Regions from separate parts of the Zea mays genome. Here region 1 is linked to region 2. A link is a contact called in public Hi-C data. All regions are on one chromosome and are shown on one strand. Each heading gives the region's core, a stretch centred on a gene start, on an enhancer-like site or on the middle of the called end of the contact. The rest is flanking DNA. Distances are from core to core; before and after follow the strand shown. Region 1 holds the start of LOC100279560 (RNA-binding KH domain-containing protein). Region 2 has its middle 3.5 kb from the start of LOC103647556.

Region 1 (3,210 bases), core at 581-3,080, 71 kb before region 2:
GCAACCAATATGTTGTGATGGAACGAGAAGCCTTGCAGGTGTATGAGAACTTCTATCAATAGATGCCTCTGAGATCCTAGAGTACACCCGAACAACTGCATCTTGCGCTGGAGAATGCAGCATGTCAGAATTCTGCACCAAGAGATACACATCCATCAACCAATATTACAGGTGGCAGCAGGAAATATATTTCTTAGGAAATTTAATCCTAAATCCCTGTTATAAATTGGCAGGATATAGTGATTGAACTACCAGGCATTGGGATAGCATGCCAGTTCTCGAAGAGGAACAGACACATACATCAAATTACCATAAAAAATTCTTGTTCAGTTCCTCATAAGAAAAACAATGATTTGTGACCACTTCAGACAAAACACTGAAACAGGATTGAAACCTTTTCTGGCCCATGCCCCGTATACATACCTCACGTGCAGTTATCGCAACAACACGCTCATCTGAATCAGCAACTGGCTCTAAGATCTTTATACAAGCACCAGTTTCACTTTGCAATGCCCGAATAGTGGAACCACCTTTTCCAATTATGCTTCCCACCATCTCATTCAGAATTATCATCCTGAACACTATCTCTTGTTCAAAAAAGAATCTAGGACCAGGGGGGCCAGCATTACTTGGATAATTCCTTGTGTGGTAATCAGGTATGTGTGGTGGTAAATAACTTCTTTGAGAATGAGGATCCATGCCAGGGGGACATCCAGTACCACTACCTGGAAGCCCAAATGGTCTTCCAATCGGAATATTATGTGTGTCTGGCCTAGGATTATCTTGGAGGCAGGTTGAAACTGCTAACAGTGCTTTCCGTACTTGAGAAAAGCTCCCACTTATCTAACAAGAAAAGGTTATCATGTCAGAAAGACCTGAACTTTGAAGGTTAAATAGCCAAGTGATAGATTAAATAACCCCTAGAATGAAAAGCTTGAACTGTGAATTGCCCAACTATTGAATTTTCTCAGACCTAAGTACAAAACAGGAAATATTACACGAGTTAGCTGATTTCAATCTAACCTACTCATATGTTTTGATAGGCATAGGAGCATATTACTAGGACAGTGCTGAACCTATTCTGTTATATGCTATACAAAGCACCATGCTCTCGAAGTCTTGTCTTCTCACAATTCTATCCAATCAGTCCATCACAACGCAGTACTTGAGATCATTTTCTGATTCACAAACCCGGGCATTCCAAGTTTCCAGCTCACCATTAAGCGATGAGGAAAGGTGGTCTAATTTCCACCCAAGTACAATTGACATCTTTGTTAAATCAAGAAGGGCAGACGTACATGGATAAGCTCATCCCCCGGCGGCGCCCATGGGGGCAGCTGCTCCCTATTCCGGAACACCCTGATCTGGGCGCCACACTCCTGCCTCATCCGCTCTACCGTCTTCCCGCCCTTCCCCAGGACGCATCCCACCTGCCAGCCAGCGGCCAGCATCCGGCAGCCCACGGCGCCCGTCACCTCCCTCTCCTCCTCTTCCCCTCCCATCGCCTCGTCCCCCTCGACTCTGTGGCCCACCACGTGCTCCCATGCCCTGACCGCCGCGGCGGGGGTGTCCGGCCCGGAGATGACGAGCACGGCCTCATCCCCCACGGGGGGATGGTCGACGTGGAGGTCCCGTGAGGGGCGGAGTGTGGCGACGCGGCTGGAGGGGCAGAGCAAGCGGAGCGTGGTGGTAGGGCGCCTGGTGGAGGGGGAAGGGGTAGAGGAGGAGGAGGAAGAGGACGAGGAAGCGGCGGCGCCGGCGCCGGCCGGGGTGGAGACGACTTCCATGGGGGATTGGACGGTTAAGCTAAAACCCTACTGCAACTGGTAGTGGTACCAATGTTCGCTTTTCGCTGACCGCCGTAGTTAGTTACAGCAACTGCCGTGGCGGAGCACACGGTTCGCACCGTCCGATCGAACATGGACGGCAGACACGGCACAGTACTGTCGAACACGCTATGGATCTCTTTAGCATCGCAGCATTCACCGTCGACACCATGATGGTGGTGTGGAACCTTAATGTGTTGAAACTATGCAATATCATGTATACACAAAAATAGCACCTATAACATAATATTTTTCCATTTTAGGGCTGATTTGGTGGTAAGGGATCCCAAGGGAATCCATGGGGGAGAAATTTCATTGCAATTCAATTTTGAATAACAAGGGGATTCCTCCCCCATGGATCCCCTTGGGATCCCTTACCACCAAATCAGCCCTTACAGGGATGATTAGAACGGTTTCGATAATCAGACCACGAGAATGGGTCTTCCTCTCTACACCTTTCTCTAAATTGATCTCAATTCATTGTTGGGGTTTTCTCACTGTCACCAGCAATGAGGAGTGAAAGACCATCAATTAGGTAGTGTTAGAAGTAGAACCACAAATTACACAAAGTGCTAGCAGATCCTAGTAATGAGCCAACATAAATAAAGATAATAGCATGGTAGAGGCAAAGATGCCATAACAAATAGTCAAATATTGCTTGATAAGATGAATGGAAGAAACACAAACAACTCATCAAAATCCCTGATTATATATACATATAGCAAAACTCAGGTACCAACACCCGAGATTCTTACCCTGTGAGCCCAAATTCCGTGCATGGGCGGACGGTTGAATGTTCCACGTCTACGATGATGCTCCATGGTCTCAAATGTATACCTAGCCATATCTGACCATCTTGATTGCAAACAATAAAATGTAGTCGTCGATAATGAGAGCAAAATGAAGCGCGGGGTGGTAGGCGACACAAACAAGGCAATACAACGACAAGGAGAGATTGTATAGAGGTATAGGTCAAGTGGCTTGTAGGGTAGGCGGCGGCCGCCGCCGCAATGAGGTTAGGTTTAAGGAGGAAGAAAGAAGAGGAGAACATATATAAAGGGGAAATGGATCACATGATCAAGATCTAACGGTAGGGATTTAGAATAGAGGAAGATCTAATGGTAGGAATTTCTAATAGATATGAACATTATCCATATTACAAAGACTACTTTAGGTTTTATGGAAATAATTTTGCTTCTAATGTTGATGTCTATTAACATACATAAACCGATTTGAAGCATTATATTGGTCACTTTTTACATTCTTGGTAGCTAATTCTTCATCTCAGTGAGTTGGTTTATAATTCACACCCTAAGTTTCCATGGAATGAGATTATTAAAAAGTCAAGCGATATATCTCTAATATTAAAAAGAAAGAGGATCTT
Region 2 (2,953 bases), core at 270-2,769:
ATAATGATAGAGAGCCGACAGTCTGTCTTTTCCACACACTAGATTTTAGGGTTTTCCTGTGAGGCTGTGAAAAAACCCTTTATGTGAGGAAAAAATGTTTCATGAGTAAGCATGTCATGTCAACTAAATCGAGTGGATATTGTAAAATTTGAGTCTGTGAACTTGTGATCTTTATGAACTTGTTATACTGTGAACTTGTTATATTGTGAACTTATGATCTTTGTAAACTTTTTATATTATAAATTTGTGATCCTTATGAACTTGTTATATCATGAATTGTGAACTTGTGGTATTTGTGATCTTTTGTCAATTTTGTTTTACTGTGAAGTTTGATATGTTTACCGATCGTATTTTAGATTTCGACTGTTATCGGTGTATTTTCCGCACCGTACTTTTCGTTTCCGATGTTTCCGAAATACCGATATCATTTCCGTTTCTGGAGTTACCGTTTTCGATTTTGTTTCCGATAAAAAATATGAAAACAGTAATGGTTTTAGTGTTTACCGACCGTTTCCGACCGTTTTCATCCCTAATATCAGCAGTGGTTCGTAGCCAGGCTTCTCACTCTCAAACCATCGCTCGCTGGTTTTGATGATGTGCATGAGAGCCACGCATGGTTCATCAAGGGAAAAGGGGGGGGGGGGGGGCACACTTCTTCGTCCATTCCATGCATGATCCGACCGCTTGAGCCGTCAGATCGGTTCTTGCCACGAGAGATTCAGAAACTTGACGCACAACAAAAAAACCAGTAACTTTCAGAGGAGGGGAGGTTTAGTCAATGCACAGGTATTCAGCTTCACTCAACTATCGGCGTCTGCACCCCCAGACAAATCGGTGCCAAGAAAATGAGAGGGTCCAAGCATGACACAACCGGGGGCCCCCTTTTGTTTTGGTCGACGAACGTAAGTGTGTGATAGAGCTGGTCAGAGAGAGAGAGAGCGCGCGCGCGCGCTGCGATTTCGGGCGGTCAACATGATGAACAAGAGCCCTTGATCTAGGCAAGGATATGTATATATATTAAAGAAGAACTGTTCTTAAGGGAATAATTTGAGGTGCTGTACTGCTGTGGCATGTGAGTGATGACCGATATTCAGGCTATTAGAACCTGCTTGAATTGCTGTCACTGTCTTGATATTCTCGCAGGACCCTGGATCAGGGCTGGACCGCCACAGGGCAAGGTAGCAGTAGCAGTAGTGTCTTTTCTGGCTTGCACAAGTGGACAAGATCGATGACAGTTCGGTATGCTCTGCTTCCAACATTTCAGTAGTAATCGTTCAAACTGGGGCTGAACATTTATATTTTATGTGCCAATGATTAAGGAAGACCAAAGGAAAAGACACCACAGAATAGCTACAAACTGGAACAGATAATCCTAGAGTACGTAGCCTTGCTGCTTGTCAACAGTTTCCTGCTCCAATTGTTTTTATTTTATTTTATTTTCTACGCGTTGGTTGGGGCGAGAGGGAACCCAGGCCCGGCGCCCCTGCGGCCCTGCCGCTCACCGTCGTCCAGCCGGGTCAAGGGGAGCGTGGGCCACTGCCGACGTGGCCGTACCTGGCGCTCGGGCCCACCCGCACGTGTCCTGTGCGGCTGTGCGTTGCTTCCCGTTCTAGCTTCCTGTGGCTGTGCTCTCCCTGCTTCGTCTTCGTTGCCGCGTCCACCCCGTCCGCCGGCGTTTCAAAAATTCCGTCCTTTTTGACATTTGTTCGGCTCGGAATATAATAGGCTGCTTGCGTATGTATCTCCTTTTAGGACATTTCTGTAGCTTGTTTTGCCTAGATTTCTTTTTTCTAGAACCAATTGAGCTGCATGGGTACAGCTCAATCGATGCTATGAAACAGTATAGTAATTGTTGAATAATTAGACAAATTCCAAATTAAATTCCGAATATAAATCATGACCAAATCAGAAGAACTGAAATAAAAGCCAAATCAGATGATGCGTACTGATTAGACTTACTGATTGTTGGCGCGCGCCAGGATCAGATGGGTTGACGAGGTCAGCAGATCACGAGCAGTCGCGTGAAGACGCTTCCCAAAAACCTTATTCGCCCTCTCCCGGTGCAGGATCTAGAAGACGAAGGGTTCCGGAGACCTGCTCTCCTGATCGCAGATGCACCTCTGCGGTCGGGACGAAGGGAACTAAAAGGCGGCTCAGCTATGAAGAGAGGCGAAAGCGAACTGGGATCTGGGATGATTTGGAGGCTGGCTGCCGGGCTCCTTTTATAGGGCCGAGTCCGCGACCCCAGTGCTTATCCACCCACGAAAATCTCGCAATCAGTTGAGATTTTGTAGCGATCGGTTAGGATAAGCGTAACAGCCAAGAAACCAAAAAATCAAACGGCAAAAGGTAGCCGCGCCCCCGCAAGGCGAGGGGCCGGATTTCGGCGGACCATTCACGCGCATGTCGTGCGCCCGCGCCCTTCGCCCCGGCCCGCCCCGGCCCGGCCTGGCCAGGCGAGGCGAGGCGAGGCGAGCGAGCGCGCGCGCGCGTGTGGCTCTCCACACTCTCTCCTCTCATCCATGACTTGGTGAGTGAGTGTGGCTTCCATATTTAAGCTAGCTCTACTCCACAAGAGCTAGCAATATGGTGCTATTGGTTCCACCTATCCCTTTGCCATCCACTTATATGGGCTTTTGAGATTTTCCTGGGATTTATTTGAATAACTTAATTGGGCCAAGCCCATAAATCCTAACAATCCCCCACCAGATCTCAAATGCCCATCTGCAGTTTTCGCCACTGTTCACTACTGTTTAATATACTAGTTTTTCAGCAGAGACTGTTAAGTTGAACTTCCGCCTAGAACTCCAAGTTACACCAACCCACAACTTGGACAATGGACTATGCCTTGAATTGCAAGTTTTGCGTGAATGGGTTTCACTTGAAGTCATGACTAGTACTTGGCTACCAGTAGTCCCCTTCTCGGGTGGAGCATATACGTCGTACTCCAAGG

The links. Hi-C and Micro-C count contacts between places; a contact is called where the count stands out from the background.
Region 1: a contact with region 2 is called in a Hi-C map of leaf, with 2.5 times the contacts expected there. The contact joins the promoter of LOC100279560 here to the enhancer-like site in region 2. A contact is called at or near these places in 4 of 25 Hi-C or Micro-C datasets (endosperm, leaf and tassel).

The regions. Positions count from the first base shown.
Region 1 is chr2:196,873,705-196,876,914 of Zm-B73-REFERENCE-NAM-5.0, reverse strand. It overlaps LOC100279560 (RNA-binding KH domain-containing protein), which reads right to left and starts at 1,830. Exons shown (of 7, transcript NM_001152557.1): 1 at 1,299-1,830; 2 at 424-843; 3 at 1-132. The coding sequence starts at 1,787.
Region 2 is chr2:196,802,952-196,805,904 of Zm-B73-REFERENCE-NAM-5.0, reverse strand. No RefSeq gene overlaps it. Among protein-coding and RNA genes, the nearest start is that of LOC103647556, 3.5 kb to the left of the region's middle. Within about 2 kb of position 1,519, at least 17 of the 20 cell types and tissues checked have an H3K27ac peak or open chromatin away from gene starts, as enhancers often do. A contact at or near this core is called in leaf and tassel, where this site is marked.